2 separate regions of the Mus musculus genome follow, and region 1 is linked to region 2. Evidence: chromatin contacts called from public Hi-C data. All regions are on one chromosome and are shown on one strand. The core of a region is the stretch at or near the end of the contact, and the rest is flanking DNA. Distances in the headings are between cores, read along the strand shown.

What was found. A called contact is a pair of places that touch in the nucleus more often than the background predicts.
Region 1: a Hi-C map of bone marrow-derived macrophages shows a contact between it and region 2, with 28 read pairs. The contact joins two enhancer-like sites. A contact is called at or near these places in 21 of 484 Hi-C or Micro-C datasets (the G1E-ER4 cell line, Sertoli cells, bone marrow-derived macrophages and 5 more), 12 of 115 datasets of contacts at active chromatin or transcription factors (VIP interneurons, bone marrow-derived dendritic cells, embryonic stem cells and 1 more) and 4 of 9 other capture datasets (adipose tissue, embryonic stem cells, liver and 1 more).

The regions. Positions count from the first base shown.
Region 1 is chr5:110,637,813-110,643,878 of GRCm38.p6, reverse strand. No RefSeq gene overlaps it. Among named protein-coding and RNA genes, the nearest start is that of Noc4l, 13 kb to the left of the region's middle. Within about 2 kb of position 4,173, at least 32 of the 459 cell types and tissues checked have an H3K27ac peak or open chromatin away from gene starts, as enhancers often do. A contact at or near this core is called in bone marrow-derived macrophages, where this site is marked.
Region 2 is chr5:110,417,468-110,423,411 of GRCm38.p6, reverse strand. It overlaps Fbrsl1 (fibrosin-like 1), which reads left to right. Exons shown (of 19, transcript NM_001142642.1): 3 at 5,465-5,569. Among named protein-coding and RNA genes, the nearest start is that of Fbrsl1, 28 kb to the left of the region's middle. Within about 2 kb of position 2,266, at least 35 of the 459 cell types and tissues checked have an H3K27ac peak or open chromatin away from gene starts, as enhancers often do. A contact at or near this core is called in bone marrow-derived macrophages, where this site is marked.

The DNA of each region.
Region 1 (6,066 bases), core at 2,924-5,423, 220 kb before region 2:
TGGATTGATACGATCTAGATGTGTATGCTGCAATTTCCTTTTCATCACCGCTAACTCATTTTCAGCCTTGGGCTATTAAATCTTTATCACTTTGTAAGGTTTGAAATAAATTGCTTAGCTCTTGAGTGGCCAAGCAATTGCAGGCCACAGACAGTTAATCTCCCCTAGTAGCTTCTGAAAAGCATTAAGAGTTTGATTGGTTTCTCCCGGGTTGCACTCTTTTGTGATCTAACCTTTGGTACTTATTCTATATACTAAATCCCAAACAAGGCAAGATTTTTTTTTTTTTACTTCATCAAACATTTTCATCAAAAATTCTCTCCAGGGTATCTGTATTCAAACCAGCCAATAGGATATCATCCACATAATGATAAATAATGGATTGAGGAGGAATTGTTTATGAATGATCTCCAATGGGTGTGGTACAAAATATTGACACAAGGTAGGACTGTTTGACATTCCTTGTGGAAAGACTTTCCAATAATATCTTTTTATTGGGCTTCTATTAATTTTTATTGGGTGACCTCTATTAAAGGTAGGTACTGAGAAAGCAAACCTTTCCTTATCACGTTCATGTAGAGGAATTGTGAAAAAACAGTCTTTAAGATCAATCACTATGATAGGCCATTCCTTAGGCAACAAGGAAGGCAATGGGATTCTAGGCTGCAGGGAACCCATTGGCTGAATAATCTTATTAATCACTGTGAGATCTGCCAACATCCTCCATCTGTCAGATTTCTTTTTAACGACAAATACCAGAGACTTCCAAGGGCTGGTGGACTCTTCTACACGCTGAGCCTCCAGCTGCTCCAGGACTAGCTGTTCTAGTGCCTGTAGGTTTTCTTTTGTCATAGACCATTGTTCAATCCAAATGGGTTGGTCAGTGAACTACCTTAGTGGTAAGGCTGTTGGTGTCTTATTAGCAGTGGCTTCCCGATGTAAAGTTGGATTGTCATGAAAGACCGCCGAAGGGAAACCCTCACTCAAGTCTCAGGATAATAGCGGACCCCCAAGGACTCACAAGAGACCAAACTTGATGCAAACCACACAAGGCTTTATTGGGGGAAAGCCAGAGCTCTGGGAACAACTCGTATCCCACGCAGGGGTAGGAGTCGACCCCAAGGGGAAAGGGGTCCCAGTTTTTATAGGTCTTCAAGGGGGAAAGGAGAAGGAGGGAGTAGGGGATTTCCAGATCTAAACAATGTCTATTCTAAAATGATTGATTTCTCAAGAAATGGGTGTGGGAGGGAAACAAGGAAAGAGTCTGGTGCAGGTGCAGTAACTCTGGATTGGCCCTGACTGTGGTTGCTGTGGAGATTTTCCGACTCTATCCCAGCAACCAATATCACAAACACCTGTGCAGCAGTGGGCACACACCTGGGTTCAAGGAACGGTCAGAACATTGGCGGACACACAGGTTCAAGGAGCGGCCAGAGCATTGTGCACCTCTATTTTTCTAAATCAGTGAAGCTAGTTCTGCTAACAATGAAATCTATTTTGCCAATTTCAGGGTTTCTGTGACCTTTTACACTCTGTCAGGATCTTTCAGTCAGCCCCTGCTGTATCTTATTTATGGACATCCTGGACAGTCTGAAACTGTCTTGGATAGCATTCCTTAACTAATTTGATTTTTTTGTTTGTTTGCTTGTTTTTTGTTTTGGTTTGGTTTGGTTTTTCGAGACAGGGTTTCTGTGTGTGGCCCTGGCTGTCCTGGAACTCACTTTGTAGACCAGGCTGGCCTCAAACTCAGAAATCCGCCTGCCTCTGCCTCCCAAGTGCTGGGATTAAAGGCATGTGCCACCATGCCCGGCTTAGTTTGATTTTTTAAGTAGGAGCCTGCCTGGTGTGGCTAGCTTCCAAAGTTGAAGGGATGTTAATTTGTGCTTTCCATTGTTATAACATGTATGATCTTACTTTTCCTATCTGACCTTCAGGCCCTGTAAATCTAAAATCTGGTGCTTTGCTTTAGAGGAGATGAAGTCCCAACTCCTTGAAATTGGATGTCTACCTCTTGAAGTGGCCAACCTACAGGCCAAGATTTCGGAGAGATAATGGTGACATCTGCACCAGTGTTGACCATTCCTTTGATCTCAATATTGTTTACTAGTATTCTTACCTTGGGCCTTTGATCTTCTATAGAAGTTTGCCAAAATATTGGTTTGGGGCCCTTTTCGAATTATCTACAGAATTTGTCTTAACCTTGTTATCTGGTCTTATAATATCTATTTTCAACAGTGGTGTTTAATTGTCCTGAGGAAGAGAATTTTTCCTGTTTGGCATTGGGGCCTACGAGAGCCCCCCCCACCCCATACCCTGGGAGTTTTTTGGTCAAGAGTTACCCCATTTGTCTGTTGTTGATTTACATTCCCTAGTCCAGTGTCTAGGCCTTTGTCACATCTCTTGCATATCCCAGGAGGCTTGGGCTCCCTTTTGGAATTAATTTGGTTTTCTCTGAAGCTTCTCTCTCTCTCTTTTTTTTTCTCCCAAGACAGGGTTTCTCTGTGTAGCCCTGGCTGTCCTGGAACTCACTCTGTAGACCAGACTGGCCTTGAATTCAGAAATCTGCCTGCCTCTGCCTCCCAAGTGCTGGGATTAAAGCCGTGCACCACCACTGCCCAGTTTCTCTGAAGTTTCTTTTGACATAACCTTGCTCACCACGATTAAGAAATGTTGTATGGCCTCAAGGCCTCTAGTGGCAGCTTCTCCTGTTAAGGTCATATCAGGTGAACGGGGTCTAACATCCACTGTATGTCTAATCCACTCTTCTATTGATGCTGACCCTGCCTTCAATGGTCTGATTACTTCTTTGCATTCAGCATTCCCATTTTCAAAAGATAAAGTCTTGATTCAGGACTTTCTTACTAATGGATCCAATGTACTTCTTTCCACAGATAAAGACAACCTTTGGAAAAAGTCAAGGAATGTTTCTTTTAGACCTTGCTTGGCCTGAAAAAAAAAAGGTTCAAGTCTTTCTACTCTTTCTGCGACTTCGTCTCAAGCATTTAAGGCTGCCTTAGCACATAACATCAAGCTTTCATCATATTCAGCGTCTACTTCTAGCTCAGCAAAATGACCTTCCCCAAGCAGCAGAACTTCAGAAATATTCTTACCTCTGGCTTTATTTTGTTGGGCTATCTCCTTTGCTTCTTCTCTCCACCACAAGCACCATTATAAAGGTGACCCGGGTTCTCATATTGCTTTTACCACATCCTTCCAGTCTTTTTGTTTTTTTCGAGACAGGGTTTCTCTGTGTAGCCCTGGCTGCTCTGGAACTCACTCTGTAGACCAGGCTGGCCTCGAACTCAGAAATCCGCCTGCCTCTGCCTCCCAAGTGCTGGGATTAAAGGTGCGTGCCACCACCGCCCGGCTGCAGTCAGTGCTCTTAACCACTGAGCCATCTCTCCAGCCCCTGTGCCAATATTTCTCTAGCGCTTGTATCTCTGTCATCCTGGTGTTTTGTTCAACCTAATAATATCTTTTTGTAACCTCTCCTCCAAAGCTTGCCCCCATGCCTCAGACTTCTCCTTTTGTTGCTCCTCCTGTTCCTTAAGTGTCTGCACCCCCTGCTCAGAGCTCCCCTTCACCTTATTTTTTCTTTATGTTGTAATCCTGATATTGTGATGTCTATTTTATTTTGACTGATTAATTTTAGAAGATTCTCCTCCAAGTCTCACTTCCAATTCTCATTTCTTCTTCTCTGCTGCTCATTCTGACCTGTGAAATTTTGCATTCTTTGTTCTAGCATCTTTTCCAGCTCCTGTCTCTAACCTTCATGTTCCTCTCTCTGTTATCTTGACCAATAGAATCCTGTACCTTTCGTTCCAGATTTTCCTCTAGGCTGTATTCATTTTCTTCTCTCTGTTGCTTAGCATGACCTACAAATTCCTTTAGTTCTTGTGTTTTCTTTAGGCTGTATTGCCCAGTCTTTTCTTTTTTTCTTTTCTTTCAGTTTTTCAAGACAGGGTTTCCCTGTATAGCCCTGGATGTCCTGGAACTTACTCTGTAGACCAGGCTGGCCTTGAACTCAGAAATCCGCCTGCCTCTGCCTCCCAAGTGCTGGGATTAAAGGAGGTATCTAATTTTTGTGATTGTCAATTTTGAATTCTCAGTACCTGATCTGGAGCTTCTTGTACCTTTGTCTCCCCCTGGTGTTCGATTCAGGACATTGCAGTCCTCTCGGAATCTTATTCGCAGGAAGTGGGTGGTGGTGGCTAACTGTAGAAAGACGTGGGACTTCTGAGCCTCTCTCTGGCTTTTGTTTGGGTTGCAGTCGGCAGCATGTGCACTGATTTCAGGCAGCTTGCAGTCGGGAGAGCAGGTCTGGCTGTTCCGTGTCCAGTTTAGACGTGGGGGATACAGGAAAAGCGAGCGCAGGAAGGCCTGCTCGGGGTAGAGATACCCAGATCAGCCAGCTGTGCCTGTGAGAGAAAGCTTTGGAAAGTTAGATTTTGGTTTTTTGTATTGTGTGTGTGTGTGTGTGTGTATGTGTGTGTGTGTGTGTGTGTGTTTTCAGTTGTTGATCCTCAGCTGTGAAGACTGCAGGCTGCTTCTCAGGCAGTCGTGCCCCAGGGTCCTTGGTTCTTCTGTAGGCGCAGGGACCCCCCCCCCCCCAAACCATGTTATGGCGCTGCCTATGTCCAGCTCAGGGCAGGGGCGCTGCCACTGGTTGCTGAGGTTTGCTTGGGGTTTGGAGAGGGAGCCTCAGTCTGTAGACCCCTTAGACCCATTTGGTGTTTAATTTCCATCCTGGTGCACCTTTAGAGATCAGCCCTAGTTATTTATATGGGGCTGAGGGGAGTGGATTGGGAAAATCTAATATACTACTAACTTATTCCCCAGCTATGAGACCCCTTGTTGCTTGCGGCTTCTCCCAGCCATGCGGTTCTGGCCCATTATGGCTTCCTCCTCCTTCTTCCTCTGTCCTCTTTCCCCTTCTTCCTCTGCCTCCTACTCCCTCTCCAGTCCCACCTTTTCCCCTCCACTGCCCAATCACAGGCTCTAGCCTTTTATTGGCAGTTAAAATGGGAGGTCAACATGGTATCACCTGAGGACGAGGTAGTCTGCTGGGTGGGGTGGGGTGAGGAGACTCTCTCGAGGAACCAGTACTAACATTTGAATACAAACAGTGTGTGTGTTTTCTACCTTATGTGACCATGAAGCAGGAGGCCCTCACTGAGGGCATCTTGACTGTGAATTTCCAGATCGTTAATTTGTTTTTCCTAGTTAGTATTTCTCAGGTATTCTGTTATGACTACACAGGCAGAGGAGAGGCCTCTCTGCTTGAGTCTTTTTTTTTTTTAAAGATTTATTTATTTTATTTATATAAGTACACTGTTGCTATCTTCAGATACACCAGAAGAGGGTATCAGATCCTATTGCAGATGGTTGTGAGCTACCATGGGAAGAGCAGTCAGTGCTCTTAACCACGGAGCCATCTCTCCAGCCCCCTCTCTTCTTGAGTCTTAGAGGAATGAATATAAGGGGCTCACTGCAGCCCCATCTACTGAGTAGTTATTGTGCGTTAACAAGTCTCCCTTTTCAATGTGCAATGGCTTCACCTTATGACTCTTCTCTTCCTCCTCGTCCTTTCTTCTTTGTCCCTCCTGTCTTCTACCTAGAGATGCAAATACTTCAGGCAATCGAGTCATACTCACAAGTAATGAATCCCATGCCCGAAGGGAGGTGGAGACACTTGAGCATCTAATTGGCACTTAGCAAATTTGCTATAGGGACGAAGATGTCAGTGACATACTTCCCAAATAACAGCCATGCTTGGTGCTTTGGCAAACATCCCCAGCTAAAAATGACTGCCCCACTAGAGGTTGGGGTACATGGATGCTCCCTAGGGAACTTCATCTGTTCTCAGGGTCTCACCTCTAGGTCAGTAGCTGCTAGAAAAAGCTACACTCTTACCATCACAGAGCCAAGCTGCTAGCTCAGGAATACCTTCTGTAGTCTGTGCCTGTGTCCCTTCTAGTACAGTGGCCAGAGTGCAAATTGCTTTGGAACTGAATATACAAAGTACAACAGCATTTATTCTACAGCTGGGCTGGCTTGGTGGACACA
Region 2 (5,944 bases), core at 1,017-3,516:
TCATTCAGCATGGTCTTGCCCTGCTGAAGTCTGGTTGCAGCACTGTGAGATCCAGTGAGTCAGGGTTACTGCCTGGCACAGCTCACTCCAGGAGGGCATCGGTTACTTGGGTAACTTGGGTCAGTCCCAAGCTTAGACTCAAGATGTCTATCCCTGGGTAGCCTCCAGAGTCCTTCTGATGACCATGGGTCAGTAGGAGCAGGGGTCATTCCCCTAAAAAGAGTAGGCACGCCAGGTGTGGTGGCACACGCCTTTAATCCCAGCACTCGGGTGGCAGAGGCAGGTGGATTTCTGAGCGCCAGGCCAGCCTGGTCTACAAAGTGAGTTCCAGGACAGCCAGAGCTATACAGAAAAGTCCTGTCTCAAAAAACCAAAAAAAAAAAAAAAAAAAAAAAAAAAAAGAATAGGCATAGAGTGACTGCTGAAGGGCCAGAGCCATGGGCGCAACATCTATAGAGAATGCACTTGTGTGTACAGGACACACCATGTACATATGGTATAATGTGCACATGGGGTGCACTGTACACATAGGATGTATTATGCACATAGAATGCCATGTATTCAAGATGTACTTATGGCATACATGGAATACCATACATGCTTACATGCTTGGCATGGTGTGTTCATTTGGCATGCTGCCCATACATGATACACAGTATATGTAGGATGACATGCTGTGCATACAGGATACATTGTATATATAGGATAGCATGTTGTACATACAGGATACACCGTATATATAGGTTGACATGCTGCAAGTGTATCTTCCACTGGCTCTTCACCTTGAACAATGGGGAGCCAACCATGCGTCCACCTCTCTGGCCTACCCTGGGTCTGATGCCTGAGGGAGCTGCTGCCCCTTGCAGGGATTTTCCAGGGCTTATAGCAGAAAGTAGCCAGGCAGCCATATTCTTCATCCTCGGTCCAGGAAGTGAACTGCCCTATCCTTGTCTCCCTCTTTCAAGTGCAGAGGTTAAGTGGACTGTAGGAAGCCACAAGTAAAGCATTCGTCTGGGTATGAAACAGTTGAGGTGGTGTGTCTGTCTCCCTGTGACTACTCCAGCATGGATGGGACTCATCAGACTCCTGCATACCATCCTGGCTATGTCCTGTACTTACCCAGGGTTGCTATTCCTACGGTCTTGTTTGTGTTTTCAGCCTGAATAATGGGATTCCAGGGTCCAGTGGGCCTTTGTGTGTATCCCCTTGAAGTGTTCTAGAGCATAAAGGTATCTGGGGAGCAGGTGAGGTGCGTACACTAGATAGTATGCATTTCATGGACAACCTCAGACATGTACATGATCACACGTGTGTCCACGTGTGCTCTCTGGGTCTGGGTTCTGGTAGACTTTCTAACTTCTGCAAGTGAAAAGGGATACTTCTGGTCCCTTCATCATCTGCTCAGCAACAGATGGCTCAGGGCCCAACCCTTGGACAGGCTAGCTCTGTACCCAAAACCTCAGTGTATCTGAGTACTAGAGTAAACCACATGCTTCCTACCTGGGACAGCAAGCAGTTCACTTGGCCCCCAGCCCTGGAAGCGTGACTTCCATGTGCAGCCTGGTGTTGAGTAGGGGGAAGGAGGCACCTCATTGCTAGAGCCACTGTTCATGGCTGCTGGAGCCCTTTCTCAGCCTGCTAGTCTGGTTGCCCTGGTTAGCGGAACTCTGGAAATTGGCAGGCATTTCTGGGGGTTTACCAGAAATAAAGCCAGTTTGCCTCACAACACTGCCCTTGCTTTGGTCCTGCCCATTGGAGTGAATTAGGACTCTTTTCACTCTGCCCTCCTGTCTGCCCGAGCAGTGTCAGCTGAAGCCCTGTGTGTATTTCAGCCTTTGGCAGGCACTGGTGCCAAGGAGTGGACTCCCCCACTCTAGGTCCCACTGATCACATGTGGTACCTCAGTTTCTCTGCCTGACTAGTCGGTGACGTGCACACGAGTAACACTGAACAGGTTTGGGTTATCGTAGTTTCTATGTCCCATGGCCTACCCAGAAAGAATTACACCAGGAAGGAGGGAGTGTTTCACTAGTACATGCTGGCAGAGGCTGCTGGATGGTGGGGAAGCAGCCTGGCTCACCAGCCTACTTCATCCAAACTTCTGGACCTTGGGACATGCCAGGCTACAAGATCAGTGCATTGTAAGCTAGCTTGGGAACCCAGCAGGACAATATTGGCCTTTCTTTGAGCTCTTGTGAGCTCTCTCTGTCTGGAGAGACTAATCATTGCTCCACCTCCCTTCGTTTCACTTCCTGGAACTCTCCTGCCCTCTTGTCTGGAAGCCTTCTTTCTCCTTGCAACTTCCTCATAGATCTGCACAGCCCAGAGCCAAGGGCTGAGTCCCACCAAGAACAATTAAAGCCTGGAGCAAGAGAGGCAGCTCAGTGATAAAAGCACTGTATGCTCTTCCAGAGGACTTGGATTCAATTCCCAGCACCTGGGTGGTTGTTCACAGACTTCTGTAGTTCCAGTTCCAGGAGATCGATGGCCTCTGGGTCTCTGTGGGCGATGCATGCACATGGTACACACACATATATGTAGGCAAAACACCTGTACACAAAATAAAAATAAACAAATATCAAGGAAAGAGTTGTAAACCAGAGAGATGGCTCAGTGGGTAAAGGTACTTGTTGCTAAACCTGGCAACTCGTGTTCAAATTCCTGGAACCCACATGGTGAAAGGAAAGAAGTGATTTCCCACAAGTTGTCCTCGAAGTTCCACATACGCACTGTGGGCTGCATACTCACATGCATATATACCCAACATAGTGTATAAATTAAGCTACTACATGAGGCTGGATGAAAGACCAGACATGAGGCTCCATCAACATAGCCAGCCTATAAGACTAGTAAAATAACTGTGGTCTCAGAGGTGACCTCAGAAACCCAGAAAGGACTACAAGGGGAGAGGTAGAGACTGAATGTGGCTGTGTCCCCCTGGGGTGCATGTGCAGTTGCATGGACTCCATGTTGGCGGACATCCAAGCCCAGGAGAACTGCTCAGAAGTACCTGCCCGCCCACGGATTTGTAAGGGAGCTGTGTGTGTCGGCAAAGTACCTGTGGTTCCTCCCTGAGACTGGGCTTCCAGCCATTCCCTGTAAACCTCCTGGGCCACTGAGGTTGCACAGGAGCCTGTAGGCCATAGTCACCCAGACATGTTACAGGAGCAAACTTCAAATGATTGGAGCAGCCTTGACCTCTCTTCCATGTCTGGAGCCTCCTAAACTGGTGCCTGCAAACTCGCCCACCTTTGTCCATCCTTGTGGTTGTGTCACAGAACAAATGAAACACTGCCAACATAGAGCGGCCCTTTGGTGGTCGGTCCTCCTACCTTTCTCTGCAGTTTGCCCTCTTAGCACGTGCTGCTGTCTTTCAGGCTGGCTTTTTTTTCCCCTTACAGTAACTGGGAGCCATATGATTTTGAAGGCCCCATGCATGGAAGGGTGTGTGTCTGTCCGTTGTCCAGAAGGGCCCAGTGTACAAGAACTCGGGGCACGTTGGCTTGTAGAGCTGGTTATTTGGGTCGATGAGCGGATGGACTGGTGGCTGGTCTACAAGGCCTAAAAGTAGCTATAAGTATAGCTATTCTCATCTGCCCCCCCACCCCTCAAGCAAACAAGCCGCTTTCTGACTCTAGGCTGACGGAGGTTCACTGATTTCATCCTTCCATAAATGCCGGAGATGGAAGCATGGTATCTCCCTGCCTCTGGCATAGCTCATAGGAAACTTCCTCAGAGTGAGTAAAAAGCCAGAAACACCAAAGGGCAAGCAGGTGGCGCTGTTTTAGATCCACCTGGTTACAGAAGGTAATAAATATCTTCCCATGTGTCTGTTTCCAGAATACAGGACTCAGCTTTATAAAACTGCAGGAAGTGGGGTTTTCAATCCATGGACAACTACTTAAGAAAGGATAACAGCCCACATCACCTACAGGGTTCCACCATAGAGTCCTAGGGTACAGTACTCACTCCAGAGTCTGGCTTAGAGAAAAGATGGCTTCTGTAGGTATGTGCCAAGCAAAAAGCATGCCCAGCGTCCTCACAGTACAACTGCATTGGTGTATATTTCAGCCCTCACGAGTTGCCAGTGAGTCTTTGCCCACCGTGGGTCAGAAGAGAGAACACCCCCACGGCAGTCAAGCTGATGACAGAGATACCAGTAGATTCTCACTTGGTCTAGTAATGAAAAGTCCCTATAGAGTTCGTTCAGTCAGTGACTGGGATCACCTCGGGCTCCTCAGGCTGGGCTGGTTCCTCTGCAGGCTACCAGCCTTCACGTCACTGGGGCCTTAGACAGATGCCTGGGTGAGGGCCCCCACTTAGCCATCTGAACATTCATTAACATCCAGGCAGTGTCTTGGCCTTGGTACTCCGTTAGCTCCCAAAGGAAAGACGTGTGGATCCCTGTGAGTCTGGGGCTGGGGAGAAGTTGGCAGTTCGAGGCCTAAACTGGCTCTAGGGCTGGCACATGCTTATGGAGAAATGACTGACTGGATTCCGAGGACTTTGACCAAATCTATACCAGTGTGGCTCTGGGATGTAAGATCAGGAGAGGTATCAGGTGCAAGCAAGATGAATGTTCATGTGCTTTCACATAGCCCCCCTACTGTCCAGTGCTAGCCAAACACTGCACCCAGGAGTGTTCCCCATTAAACAGACCAGAGAACTGGACTGGGGAGAAGTATGAGGTCATCATGTTTGGGGCTGGAAGGTGGCCTCTGCAAATAGTCCCAGAATGCTATGAGCTGTGTAGGTGGGTGTTCCTGCTGGTGCTGGTATCTAATGCCAAGGCCAGTGATATCTGTCGCTTTGTTCTAGATCTGGTTCCAGCCTTCTCTAAGAAAACTAAGGTTGTCCAAAGGGCTGTTCCAAACAGCCATCAGTCTCAGAATGTATAAGACATTAACTATAGCAAGTGTCAGCTAGTCCCTGGGATGTTTGCATGTGCCTACCGCAGTGTTTCAGCTCCATCCTGCAAATTGGCAAATTGAGGCCAAGAACTCCTTGGTACCTAAGGAGTTGCCGTGACTCCCGCAGGAGGCATTGTGGGCGCATGGGTGTAATGTCGCAATGTGGTACAAGGGCAGCCCAGCCCGGCATAGCCTCAGCAGGAAGAGAGGCCAGGCTGCGGACAGGGAGAGCAGGCCTGGTTTGAAGTCTCTCAGTCCCCTGGGGTAGCTTCAAAGAGCCAGTGATGGTGAGGCTCCTTGGGGCATTTCATTCCTGTCCTGTCTGGTGTTGAATTTGCAAACCTGGCCCCACATCTTTCTGTTCTTCTTGACGACTCTCCCAACAGACAGACCCATTTCCTCAAGTTAAGGGGAAATGTCCTCCTGCCCTACTTGCCACTTCCAGCCCTGGAATGAAACTACCAGCTCCTGTTTGTGGGGAGGGTATAACCCTAGCCAGGGAGTCTTGTTGGTTAGTGCGTGTTTGTCTGAGACTTTTTCCTCCCTGTCCCCAGATGAAGGTCACAATGGCCAGAGGGGGTGACCGGAACAGTGACGATGACAGTGTCCTTGAAGCTTCCAGCTCTCAGCGTAGCAGCTCGAGGGAGCAGCTAAGCGATGTGAGTACCCCTCCCCCCCCAACTGACACCCTGGTGTCCCCCTGCAGGTGTCCCATGACTCTGACCATGCCTGGCAGTTTACTTGGAGGCTGCTTGTGAGCAATTAGCAGTTTGTCTTCCTTCTCCAAAGCAAAGTAGGACCTCACCAGTAGGAAGGTTTAAAGGAAGGGCAGCAGTTAGGAGCTGGCAGGAGCCCATCTGGAATACTGTCACATCATGCAGAGTGTAGCAGCCTGAGAAGTAGCCCTGTAACCCTAAGGTGGACATCCTTGTGCCCTAGAGCAGGTAGATGCTACACCAACATTCTGCAGTGATATCTGGGTAGAAACAATTCCACAAATGTGTCTAAATCCATAGGTGGCATGCCATGTCTGA